Regions from separate parts of the Zea mays genome. Here region 1 is linked to region 2. A link is a contact called in public Hi-C data. All regions are on one chromosome and are shown on one strand. Each heading gives the region's core, a stretch centred on a gene start, on an enhancer-like site or on the middle of the called end of the contact. The rest is flanking DNA. Distances are from core to core; before and after follow the strand shown.

Evidence for each region. Hi-C and Micro-C count contacts between places; a contact is called where the count stands out from the background.
Region 1: a Hi-C map of bundle sheath shows a contact between it and region 2, with 4 times the contacts expected there. The contact joins the promoter of LOC100279895 here to the promoter of LOC100274574 in region 2. A contact is called at or near these places in 5 of 25 Hi-C or Micro-C datasets (bundle sheath, ear, endosperm and 2 more).

Annotation. Positions count from the first base shown.
Region 1 is chr1:238,345,065-238,350,611 of Zm-B73-REFERENCE-NAM-5.0, reverse strand. LOC100279895 reads right to left here and starts at 4,257. Exons shown (of 18, transcript NM_001361000.2): 1 at 3,682-4,257; 2 at 3,463-3,573; 3 at 3,276-3,332; 4 at 3,103-3,179; 5 at 2,912-3,011; 6 at 2,128-2,201; 7 at 1,588-1,688; 8 at 1,292-1,395; 9 at 825-878; 10 at 404-459; 11 at 278-316; 12 at 36-177. The coding sequence starts at 3,762.
Region 2 is chr1:238,096,627-238,102,396 of Zm-B73-REFERENCE-NAM-5.0, reverse strand. It overlaps LOC100274574, which reads right to left and starts at 1,701. Exons shown (of 3, transcript NM_001148927.1): 1 at 1,507-1,701; 2 at 1,029-1,301. The coding sequence starts at 1,289.

The sequences.
Region 1 (5,547 bases), core at 3,008-5,507, 250 kb before region 2:
ATAACCAAATGTTCAGACAAGATAGAAGTAATTACCTGTAGCATGGTGTTCCACATTTCCTTTGCGGAAACATGGTTTTCTCCAGAAAGACCAAACACTGGCAAGACTGTCACATTCACATTCTGAGTTTCGCAGGCAGCAACAGCAAAAGTGACAGGTGGATTATCCTTGGCTGTTCTGCAAAAAGAAAACAGCTTGTCAGCCTCAATAACAAATCATAAAAAAGAATCAAGAAATTTGCAATCATGAACTCAAAGAGGAGACAATCAAAACTTGCTTGTGATGCAGAAGCACTCCTGATACTCCATCTTCCGCACTGCCCATATTAGAAGATCAAACTATGAGTACAAACAACCACAAAAGAAACTGAAAAAGTATAGGCTATATCTACTGATCTACTTACATGAAGGGCTCATTGTAGTGGCCTCCTGAATTATGCGAAAAACCTCCAATAGAATTCTGTCATTAAGAAAATATCACTAAAGGACGCTTCGAGTGAATAATAATTTAATGCACACTGACATTTGACTTCTGCAATACTTCAAACCTAGATAGTATCTAATATCTTTTTGCAACATAGTGTATCCTGAATTGAGCATAAAGCAACTGCGATAATAGACCTAAACTTTAGAGCGGATCAAAAGGGTGATAATCCCTAATGATCATCGATGAGCTGAGATTTGGACACTGGGTAAACAGATATACCCTATGCATATCATCATGGTAATAAAACCGAGATAGCTTAGCTCAAATTTTGCATCAGATAGCGCACAAATTAAAAAAAATACACTGCATAAATTAAAAACTTTTAGATTTGTACTTACCGCCCATGTCATTAACAGGCTTACTTTTGCACGATCTCTCCCAGTGTTTACTAGCTGCAATGAACCACCAAATAGAAAGGCTGTTAGGTAACTTATTGGAGCAAAAGGGTATTTTAATATCAAAATCATCTACAATAAATAGCAAAACTCAATTGGCAGATACACCGTCATTGAACTATTCATTTATTATTCGTCAACAATTGGCATTTCCAAATTTCATGTAAGGCGACAATGATTTCATATTCCACTAGTTACAAAATATTGAAATAGAGTTTACACAAAGATGATATTTCAGCACCTAATTGAATGGCCATATGTGAACTCCATTTTAAAGGAAATATCTTGCATAAATATGCATAGTAGGCTTTTCAAAATGTCTTGCTAGGGAATAGGAAACAGGAAAGTACAAAATGTAGACCTGCAAGAATTTTCAACTCAGCATAAACGGAATTCCATTAGCCACTTACAGTATACACAAATACAGATGTTGGAAGACTGCTATCCTTGTAATCATGAGGAATGAAAGGTGATATTTGACGACATGAGATTTTAAGGTCTGGATCAGGTTCACCTGCAACAAATTAAGAAAATCTTAAAGGGGTCGAAATCACTGTGCTATCAACACACTGCCACCTTATTGCATTAGCATTACAGTGCCCTATTAAAAAACAACAGTCTCTTTGGTAAGAACTTAAAAAATACAACAAATTCCTTGCGTAGGTTGCAAATTTAAGCATGTTACCATAGATCTACAATGGCATACCATCATAAACAGTCCATGCCCGAGGGAACAATGCATGATAGGTCGAGTGTTGACCACTTAAATTCCAGTCCCATGAAGAAATTCCAGAGTCACTATTTTTCCTGAAAATCGCATAAAACATCAATTAAGGTACTTCTACAGAATAGATAGCATGAAAAGCACAAAATTTGACCAAGTTGTTAATCTGATCAGCATGCCACTCCCACCAATATAGTACCTTACTAGAACCAAAACTAAATACCAATTGCAATAGATATATTATCATTTAGAACCTAGAGGAAGTATATTCCATATTGACCTTCAATCGCCAAGTTGGCAGAACTATAACAAAATATATTGATACAGATAAAAGTTGTTCCGTATATATAGATCTCAAGAGGTAAATATGGAAAAAAGAGAAACAGGCAAATTGAAAAGGGTAGGCACAGGACATAAAGTAAACAGTAACTTTGAGCAAATGTTTTTGTGTATGATTTTAACATGATAATCTGCTCATAAGATGGCAAGCTTTAAGCACACATAACAGGATGGGTGACTTACTTCAGACCTTCATGATGTCCAGGAGCCAAAACTGATGAGTATTTCTTATTACCCCCGTCTCGAGATACAAATATCTGGAAAAGCAGTATATTTAACTGTTCAAAGGTTGAGCCTTAATAGTAAAACTAAGGCCAAAATACTGCAAAAATTTGCGGCGCTAGGTGTAAAATTGTAATCTACCTGAAATATAATCAATTATAAGAACTTAATGAAGTGTTTAAAGACATTAGAATAGGTATGTCTAAAGTTATTGTGCTGGCTAAAGAAACGAAATGCATTACAAAGGGCGAAGGCAGGTACATGAAAGAAGAACAATCTAAAGTTATTGCACCAACTAAAGAAACGAAATGCGTTATAGAATGTATGCATAGCTTGACAAAAAAAATGCCCCTATCAACCATACTTCATATATCAGTGGAAAAAAGTGTAACCAGCCCACCAGCAAGTGCCAACTGTGAAGATTAAGTAACCTTCCCAGACATCATAACCTTGGTTGCATGCAACCATTCAGAAAAGGCAGTGTTATGCCATCTTAGCAAAGAAATATCATCTTATCGAACTCCCAAAAAAATGCATTGATCACATAGTTATATAAAATATAATAACTCATTTGCACATGGAACTTAAAATGTGTTTGTTTAAGTGATACTTCAAACATCTATAGTGCTCAAAAGGACATATCATCATACACATCAAGCTTCAAGAGTACATAAAGCATTGCACACATACATCATACAGCAAACCAAAGTCTAATAGAAACAGCATGATAAGATAGAAACATTACAGAGAACTGGTTCTCCATGACCGGCGAACTTTCACAAAGACCAGGTATGATGTGCCAATTCTTGAACTCTCCCCTGAAACCTCTCGAAATGCTTCCGCTCCTGTAAAAACCGATACTGCTGATATGAAGGCAAAGTTCTCCAGAATGCATCGATATATGAAGTTCAGATAAGCAATGGCATTAGCACACACCCCATCCCACCAAGTGGCACACCCTGGGAAGCTGACGGTTTACAGCGCTCTTTTGTGAACGGATCGATCGGTGCTTTCTGCAAGCACAACAACAGATCACACCCTGTCAGCACAGTTTTTGGATCCATTTGTGTTCTGAAGAAAATCATGCATAGGAGGATAGCTGATGTCACCCGTCCATGTGACGCCTCCTCCCGAACATACGACCATAGTCTCAGGCCAAGGCTCATCTGCAATTGCGGGAGCAGAACTTAGCAGGCAGCACCAACAAGGCAACAGCTTTGAACTAGAAGAGGAATAGAAAAAGCACATGTCCTAAAACACCCAACACAGAGGACCGGATCCCCGAGGCGTCCATACCATCCTCATTGCCTCCATGAAAGTGACACTGAACTCCTTGAGGATGTTCGCGTGGCTGTTGAGCCGCCTCCGCCACGCCTGCTCCGGCGGCGCCCCGCCATCGAAATCCAACTGCAGCGAAGGAAGCTCCAAAACGTCAGACCACCCCGCAAGCAACAGTCAACACGAAACGAGAAACGGAACGGATTCGCCGACGCAGGAGCCAAAAAGTGGGCTCACCAGCTGCAGCGCGGTCCGGCCGACGTACTCCTCCGCCGGCCACGAGTTCTTCCGGCAGTGGAAGATGTGGCCGCTCACCATCGCGCCCGCTCGACTCGAAGTGCTAGTTGCCGCTTCTCACCCTCCCCCGCGCCCGCGGTCACTGCCGCAGCCCCACCGACACGATCCTGCCCGCGCCGCGCGCCGCCGATCCGGGGTGCGCGCCCCCTGGGCTCCCGCCAAACCAGAAGATTCGCGGGCCGGACGCCCTCATGCGCATCCCCCGCGGCGACCGGGATCCCCAGCGGTAGCCCTCCGCATCGCCGCGCCGCCCCCGCAGATCGATTCGGCGCCCTCTGGATCGGCTGGTCACGCCGCGGCCGGCTGGATTGGATTGGACCGAATCCAACCGGTGAGTATGTATGGCTCTCCCTGCCCCTCCTCTTCTACCTTTTCTCCTCGCGGGCTGTCTGTCGCCGCGCTGGTGTGGTGCGCTATGGAGTCGTTCTCGAGGAGCGAGAAGGTGAGAGGAAGTCGACGGCGCACGCACTGGTGCCCGGAGGGTGGAGGGCTGGGCCTTCTGGAAGAGAAGAAGAAAGTGGTTACAGCGCCTACCGGCCACGCGCGTATGAATGGATACTACTAGTAGTACTCTACCAGCCCCGTTGGGTGGCGGTGCCGATTCGTGAGTTGGGGCGGCGGGCGGTTTACTAGCGTCTTCTCTGACGGCAGTTCGTGGTCTTTGCGTTGAGTTCAGGTGTCCACATACGTAACGGGAACCGAGGAAAACCTGCCGGTGATTTTGGGGGACGCCGGCCTGGCTCGTAGACTACGCTAGAATCGGTGCTGAATGCTACTACACGGTACGGAATAGCGAATCGGAATCCTTTTTTATGCTTTTAGCGAGGACTGCAACAATTTTGTGCGGTGCGGATCGGTTTTGCTTTTAGAGACCGAATTGAGTGTTTGGTTTGGCTTTTTCTTTGGTTTTTGTCCTTTAAAAACCAAAAATAAACTAAAGGACTGCAACCAGAAATTAACATTTTTAAGGATTCATTTCCACAAACGAAAATGAACTGTTTTTTTTAGAAAATAAATTTTTTTTTGAAAAATAGGGTTCCCAATCTAGCCCTAAAACACGACTTTTTCGTAGGACAAACATGAAAGCACCTCTAGACCTACTTTTAGTAGCTTTTGAATAAACTGAGAAAATATAAATGTAAGAACTTTTAGCGGCTTTAGAGATTCCACCAAATAATTTTTAACTTTTTAATAGATCACACCCCATATAAGCTTTTTTTATAGCTCACAGGCAACAACAACTTTTTTCACAGTCACAACCCAACCAAACAGACCCTTGGAGTGTGTTTGGTTTGGCTTTTGTTCCATAAAAGCCAAAAGCTAAACTAAAGGAATGGATCCAATAAACAACTTTTTCCTAAAATCCGACTTTCTCGTATTGTAAAACTGAAAGCAACTCTGGACCTGCTTCTAGCGGCTTTTGATGGTACCAAACGATTTTAGGATTTTTAATAGCTCACATCACACAACAGTTTTTTCACAGTTTACAGCCTACATCAGTTTTTTCCACAGCCACAACATCAACCAAACAGACCTACCGGTTCGAGGTGCGTAATCACGTTGTTAATTAATCTACTAATGTATAATGTGGAGATACTACTGATGAAAATTTGTGTTGAAAATATATTTCTGGAACATAGCTCTCTGAATGGCACAATCAAAATTAACATACTGTTTATGGAGAATTTTTCGATAATGAATTGAGATAGATCACGAGATCAAAAACTAAAGGTATGACATAGGAGACATGAAAATTAAGATAGATTCGGGCCTCTTGATTTAAGATGATATTATGTGTCCGCTTTA
Region 2 (5,770 bases), core at 452-2,951:
AAAACGGATAAAATCCATAGCATCAATGGTTTGCCCGGAATAGTATGGCCACAGTTTTCTTTTCTTTCGGTGTGCAACAACAGGATGAATTTGTGCCATGCAAGGACAGAGCCAGAAATTATTTTTAGAATGGACTAAACTAAACCACTACTATATATATGAAACCCTTCTATATTATTATACCATATACGTTTAAGATTTAGAGGGTCTCCATAGGCACAAGAGCAGTAGAGGGGACTCGAGCCCTATCCGTCCCACTGGTCCACTGCCATGCTTGTGGCTATGGTTGGTGACCTTGATGATACACGATCCATTGTTAAACAAGCTGCCCTGATCACAAGAACCAGATTTTTTTGTGGTCCCTTCTCATGGACCGAGACACCTTAGCACATTATAAGACTATACTGGTGTGTTATGCTGCCTCTCATGGCATCTGAAGATTCGAAAACGTGCATGGCCAAGTTAGCATTCAGATAAGCAGTCATTTTCAGTTTTCGGAACTGGGCCGAGCAAGACTTTTTAGTGTGCTATTCATCAGAAAGTATTTGTTGTGTTTAGCTTGGAGAGAGATCAGAGACGGGGCCTCCCGCAGAGCTGTCCTGTAATTATTATGTGATTCTAAAGCACCCAACGATCCTGAACAGATAGTAAGTTGTAGTACCTCCTGAATGAGCAGCGGCAAGCTACCATGCATAATAATAACACTAGCTTCAGATCTCTGCAGTAAACACTTTAAATGCCGTGTCGGCGCTATATATGTTGTTCCTGATCCTGACGTTCTTGTTGTGTTCAGATTCGCCGGTGTGGCTGGAGTGGACCATGCATGCATGATTCCCTATCGCTGTATTCAGATTTCAGAGAACTGGCTGACGTACCACACTAGTAGTACCCGCGTTCAGGAACAGTGGAAAGCCGCCCGTTACTAATTGGAGGGTTCCAGAACCTAATCTCCTGCCGATTAGTATAGACGCCTAGATTTATTGCGGCCAGCACGGTGCGTACGAGAGAGAAGGGTGCGGCCGGCGTACCATGGCGTAGAAGACGTAGTGGCAGAGGATCTTGACGATGGCGAAGGCGATGCGGAGCGGGAAGAGCCAGCGCACCCGGTTCCAGCGCCGCAGGGCCGCCTCCCGCCGCTCCGGCGCCATGTCGGCGAACCTGCGCACGTAGGGGAAGCCGGCGCCGAGGCTGAGCCGGCCGCACAGCAGCAGCGTGCCCGCCCGCGTGCTCAGCGCCCAAAGCACCACCCACGCCAGCGCCACCGCCTCGCGGATGCACCGCGTCACCATCAGCTCCGCGACCTTTTGGTCGTTCGTTCGTTTGTTTGTTACAGCAAGCAAGCACGAGATACAAAAAGAAATGTCAGGCTCTGATTCGGTTAGATACTGCTGGAAAGCAAGCCTTCGTATGTGTAAACAATAAATCATGCAGAAATCGAGGTTGTTATTTCGCGGAGGGGGAAGAGCGTGACATCAGTGACGGGGGCTTTTGAGCTAATCTGCTTACGTCTTCTCACGTGTACGAGTTAGCATGAGGTGTAACGTCGATACCACAGTACTAGTTGCTGGCACTGCTACTTCTAGGGAGCAAGCGATTCAAAAGTCGTGACAGGATCACTCAGGCGTGCACCGCTACTTTCCCGTGCAGCGGACGGGATGTCTTGCCCAGTTTCTCAGTGCCAGCGCCCGGGACGGGACGGCGGGACCTGTGCAGTGCTGGGTACCGAGCAAGGGTTTTTATTTGTTGGTTTGCTGCGTACGCTGGGCGCAAGATTTTTATTACCAGCGCCTGCCACATAGAGCATCACCGCAGAGGACAGTATAGATGGCCAAACGGGCCGGCCCGGCCCGGCACGGCCCGGCCCGTGACCGGCACGGCCCGTGGTCGGCATGGCCCGCCAGGCCCGGCTACTGAATCGTGCCGTGCCAGATGGGCCGGTCAGCCTGCTAGTCGTGCCGGGCCGGCCCGGTGGCACTATGGCCCATCTGATTATATTGTATAATTTAGCAAAAAATGTGCAGTTTTAAGGGTTTGAACTCACAACCTAGTGCATAAGAGGCTTAAACGCATCCATCTAACCAGTGCAGATGTAGTTTTATTGTGTTATATGTTGAATTCTTATACTTGATATATGTAAACTATTATTTTTAAAATAAAAAATGTAACCGTGTCGTGCCCGTGCCAGCACTACGGGTCGAGATAGTGGCCCAGGCAAGGCACTATAGCCGTGCCGTGCCAGGCACTAGCACTATACTAACCGGGCCGGGTCGTGCCTGGACCGTGCTTTTTCGTGTCGTGCCTGGGCCGGCCCATCGTGTTAGTGCCAAATGGCCATCTATAGAGGACAGCAGGGCCTCACCTCACCTACTCCAAACGTCCAGAGATGAACAGGGGAACGCACACCGTACCACCCAGATGATGAGACGAATATGGTTTCCGTTTTGATTTTTTTTTTCACCAAAACACACGGCGGGGGGGGGGGGGGGGGGGGGGGATCCACGAAGCAATTCGTGTGGGTTGGGTTCTCGCTGCTCACCTCGTCGGGGATGGTGGAGTCGGCCGCGGAGGCGAGGTAGAAGCGCTCGAGGTCCTTGCCGCCGGGCGGGTCGCCGCGGCCGGCGTCGGCGTCGGCGGGCAGCGAGGGGATGAGCGCGCCGCACATGGCGCGGAGCGCCTCCATCTGCGCCGGCCGCATCCCGTGCGTGTACCGGTCGCGCCTCCACCCGCCGCGCAGGAGCGGGTGGCCCCTCGCCGTCCTCCGGCCCGGCGGGCCCGCCTCGCCGCCTGACACCACCGCCGGGGCGGCGCCCTTCCCGCTCTCCCTCTCCTCGCCGCCTTGCACCGCCATTACGCTACTGCGCAGGAGCGCGTGGCTCGCTCGCTGCGCTGCGAGAACGACACGGAGACGATATGATATCAAGGCGCGGTAGGGTTCGTCTTCGGTTCGGGTAAGGCTGCTGCTTCTTGTGGCGGGCGTGGCGACCTGGGGTGGGCTGAGCTGGGCTTTTGGCGCGCGTGTTTATATAGAACTCCGTCGGGCTTGGCCGCTTGGGAGAGAGAGAGAGATAGGGACGTGCCTCTTCCTCCTCATTCAAGACGGGACGATACGGCTCGCCAACCAACCCGGCCGAGCACAAGAGGCCATGGACTCTCACGCACGGACGTCGTCGCCGTGTGTTTGCCATGCAAGCGCGATCGCCGGCTTCAGAATGTCTTACGAGAGGACAGAGAGCTCCCAACGAATACACGACATTTTTCTCTGTTTTTTTTAATATAAACGAACGAACTATACGAGAGTTACCAACGGTGAAGGAGATACGGTTAGTAGGGCCCACATGTGGCATTTGGGTTCTGGCGAAACAAAACAAAATAAATAAAACAACGAAGTTTAGTCACTGGTATTTCGATCGTGTAAATGCCAAACAAAAATAGATTCTAACGGTTCATTAGTGGGTTGTTTGGTTTCCTCCCTAATGCGTCACAACCGTAGTGACGCCTTAAACACGAAACCAAACATCCCTAGTTACTCTCCTCATCTAGTAGATAAGGAGTAACCAAACTTTATTTTAGGGGATGTTTAGTTCTCAACGCTTAAACTTTAGTCACTAAACTGACAAATAATATAACTAAAAAGTCTCTCAAATGGGAATTCAAATATAAATTTTAGCGACTAAACTTTAGGACTAAAGGAACCAACACCACATCTCCAACAAGGAGCTCTAAAATTGAAATAGGACCGCGTCTAAATGTTTTAGGGCTTCAAATAATTTTTTTACTACAACAGTTAGGCCTTAAATAATACTATTTAGAAAATAAACCATGTTATTAGAAAATAAAATAGTTGTAAATTAATAAGAAACGAGAATAGGGCTCCAATATATAGGGTCGTATATTTAGGACTCGAGAGATCGAGTCGTATAATCGTTTGATGAATTTTTATGAAATAAGGTCATTATTGGAGTGTGTGTTATGGTCCTGAGCCCTATATTTCAAAATACAAACTTGTTTAAGGCCTATATTAAAGATGCTCTAATCCCATAATTTAAGGTTTACTCTCTAGACATGCGTACATCGATACAGTAGCACTAGTGTTGACATAGATAATAAAATATATTTTATATATATATTTGATTGACTAACTATATATAAAAAAGTGCCAAGATCTATAATATCAAATTCGTATTATTAGGTATGTTATATGCTTATGTACGTGTCACACAAATTTCAGCACTTTTTATGTAAATCTGGCCAGACATAGAATAATTGACTTAACAAGACGACTCTAGAAATTAATTTTAAATAGAGAAGGATATATAGCGTAACACTTAACCATGTGCAAAACTGTGTGTGCTAGCCCTGATTATCAAAAACTAGTCTAATAGTAGTTGTGTGTTTAGTTTCAGTAGTTTTGATGCGTTTGGTGTCGTCCAAGGATGGAAACCAGACCATTAAAATAGAAGTTGCCCGGATAGAAATATATTTCATTTTATATGTAGATATATATTGCCAAGGTGTCCATTAATCTTGAGTCCCGAAGTAACACAACACTGTACCCCGGTAAACACCCACGTCACTATTCCTCCTGGCAAAGCAACACGATCGCGTCACTGCCAGGTCCACCCAATGCATGTGGCCGCTACGGTGCATCATTCGACGGAAGAGACGTACGCTTGTATGGCTTGCAAGGCAGAGACTGGAGTTGGTCCTGTCGCTGCTGAAGAAGGGGATACTGTTGCACGCTTGCGTCGGTGTCCTTTACGATCGATCCGTGTCGATGTGCCATATATATATATATATATATATATGAAGTGAACCCGTGCAAGCAGGGCCGGCCCTGAGAATTTGGTGGCCCGGTGCGAGACAAAAATTAAGGCCCCATTCATCACAAATACCAAAAAATTATGAATACTACGATGCATTGAACTTATCTTTATGTTTTTTTCCTTTTTCACTACTAGATGCATGTGGAATGTGGTGATCAGAACACAAAATAACCTATACTCAGAAATAAAAGAACATTTAACTAAGTAAAGATTGGTTTGAGGCGAAAATTGAACAACGAAAGTAGAGTAGCAGACTTGACGAAGTTACCGAGGCAGGGCACGCTACCATGTCGCTACCGCTAGGCACGGCGTGGTCTGGGCAGATGACAGAGCAGCGGACAAGATGATCCCTCCCGTCTGTCGCTGCTAGCTGCTACTGCTGGTGCCGAACAATTGTTGTAGCCTGGACAACGTGAGCGGAGGCTTCCACGAGAAGGCAAAGAGGATTGCAGCTCAAGCATCCACGAGAAGCCAAGTACGTAATCGAGTTTAAACAGGCATGCATATTGTACGTTGATGGGCTTTGGCCTTTTATCAATCTTTGTGTTATAATCTACATAAACATTTTCTATATATATACACATACACATATATACGGAGAGGGGCCCTCTGGTTCTCGGAGGCCCGGTGCGGCCGCACCGCCGGCACCTGTCCAGGGCCGGCCCTGCGTGCAAGGCGCAAAGACTTGGTAGAGTCGTAACGTTTAACGCCACAAAAGCCAGCAATCGACTTGCAAAGCAGGCGCCGTAAGGACTAAGGCTAAGGCTATGCCTCTAAAATCAATATTTATATTAAAATTAGCTGTAAAGTTTCAAACATTCTCAGCTTAGACTAATTGTTAGTTAACACATATCTAACAATTAGTTTATTAGTTGTCTCAGTTAGCTAATAATTTATTAGCTGACTAATTATTAGCTCTAGGGGTTCTAAACAAAGCCTGAAAAGTA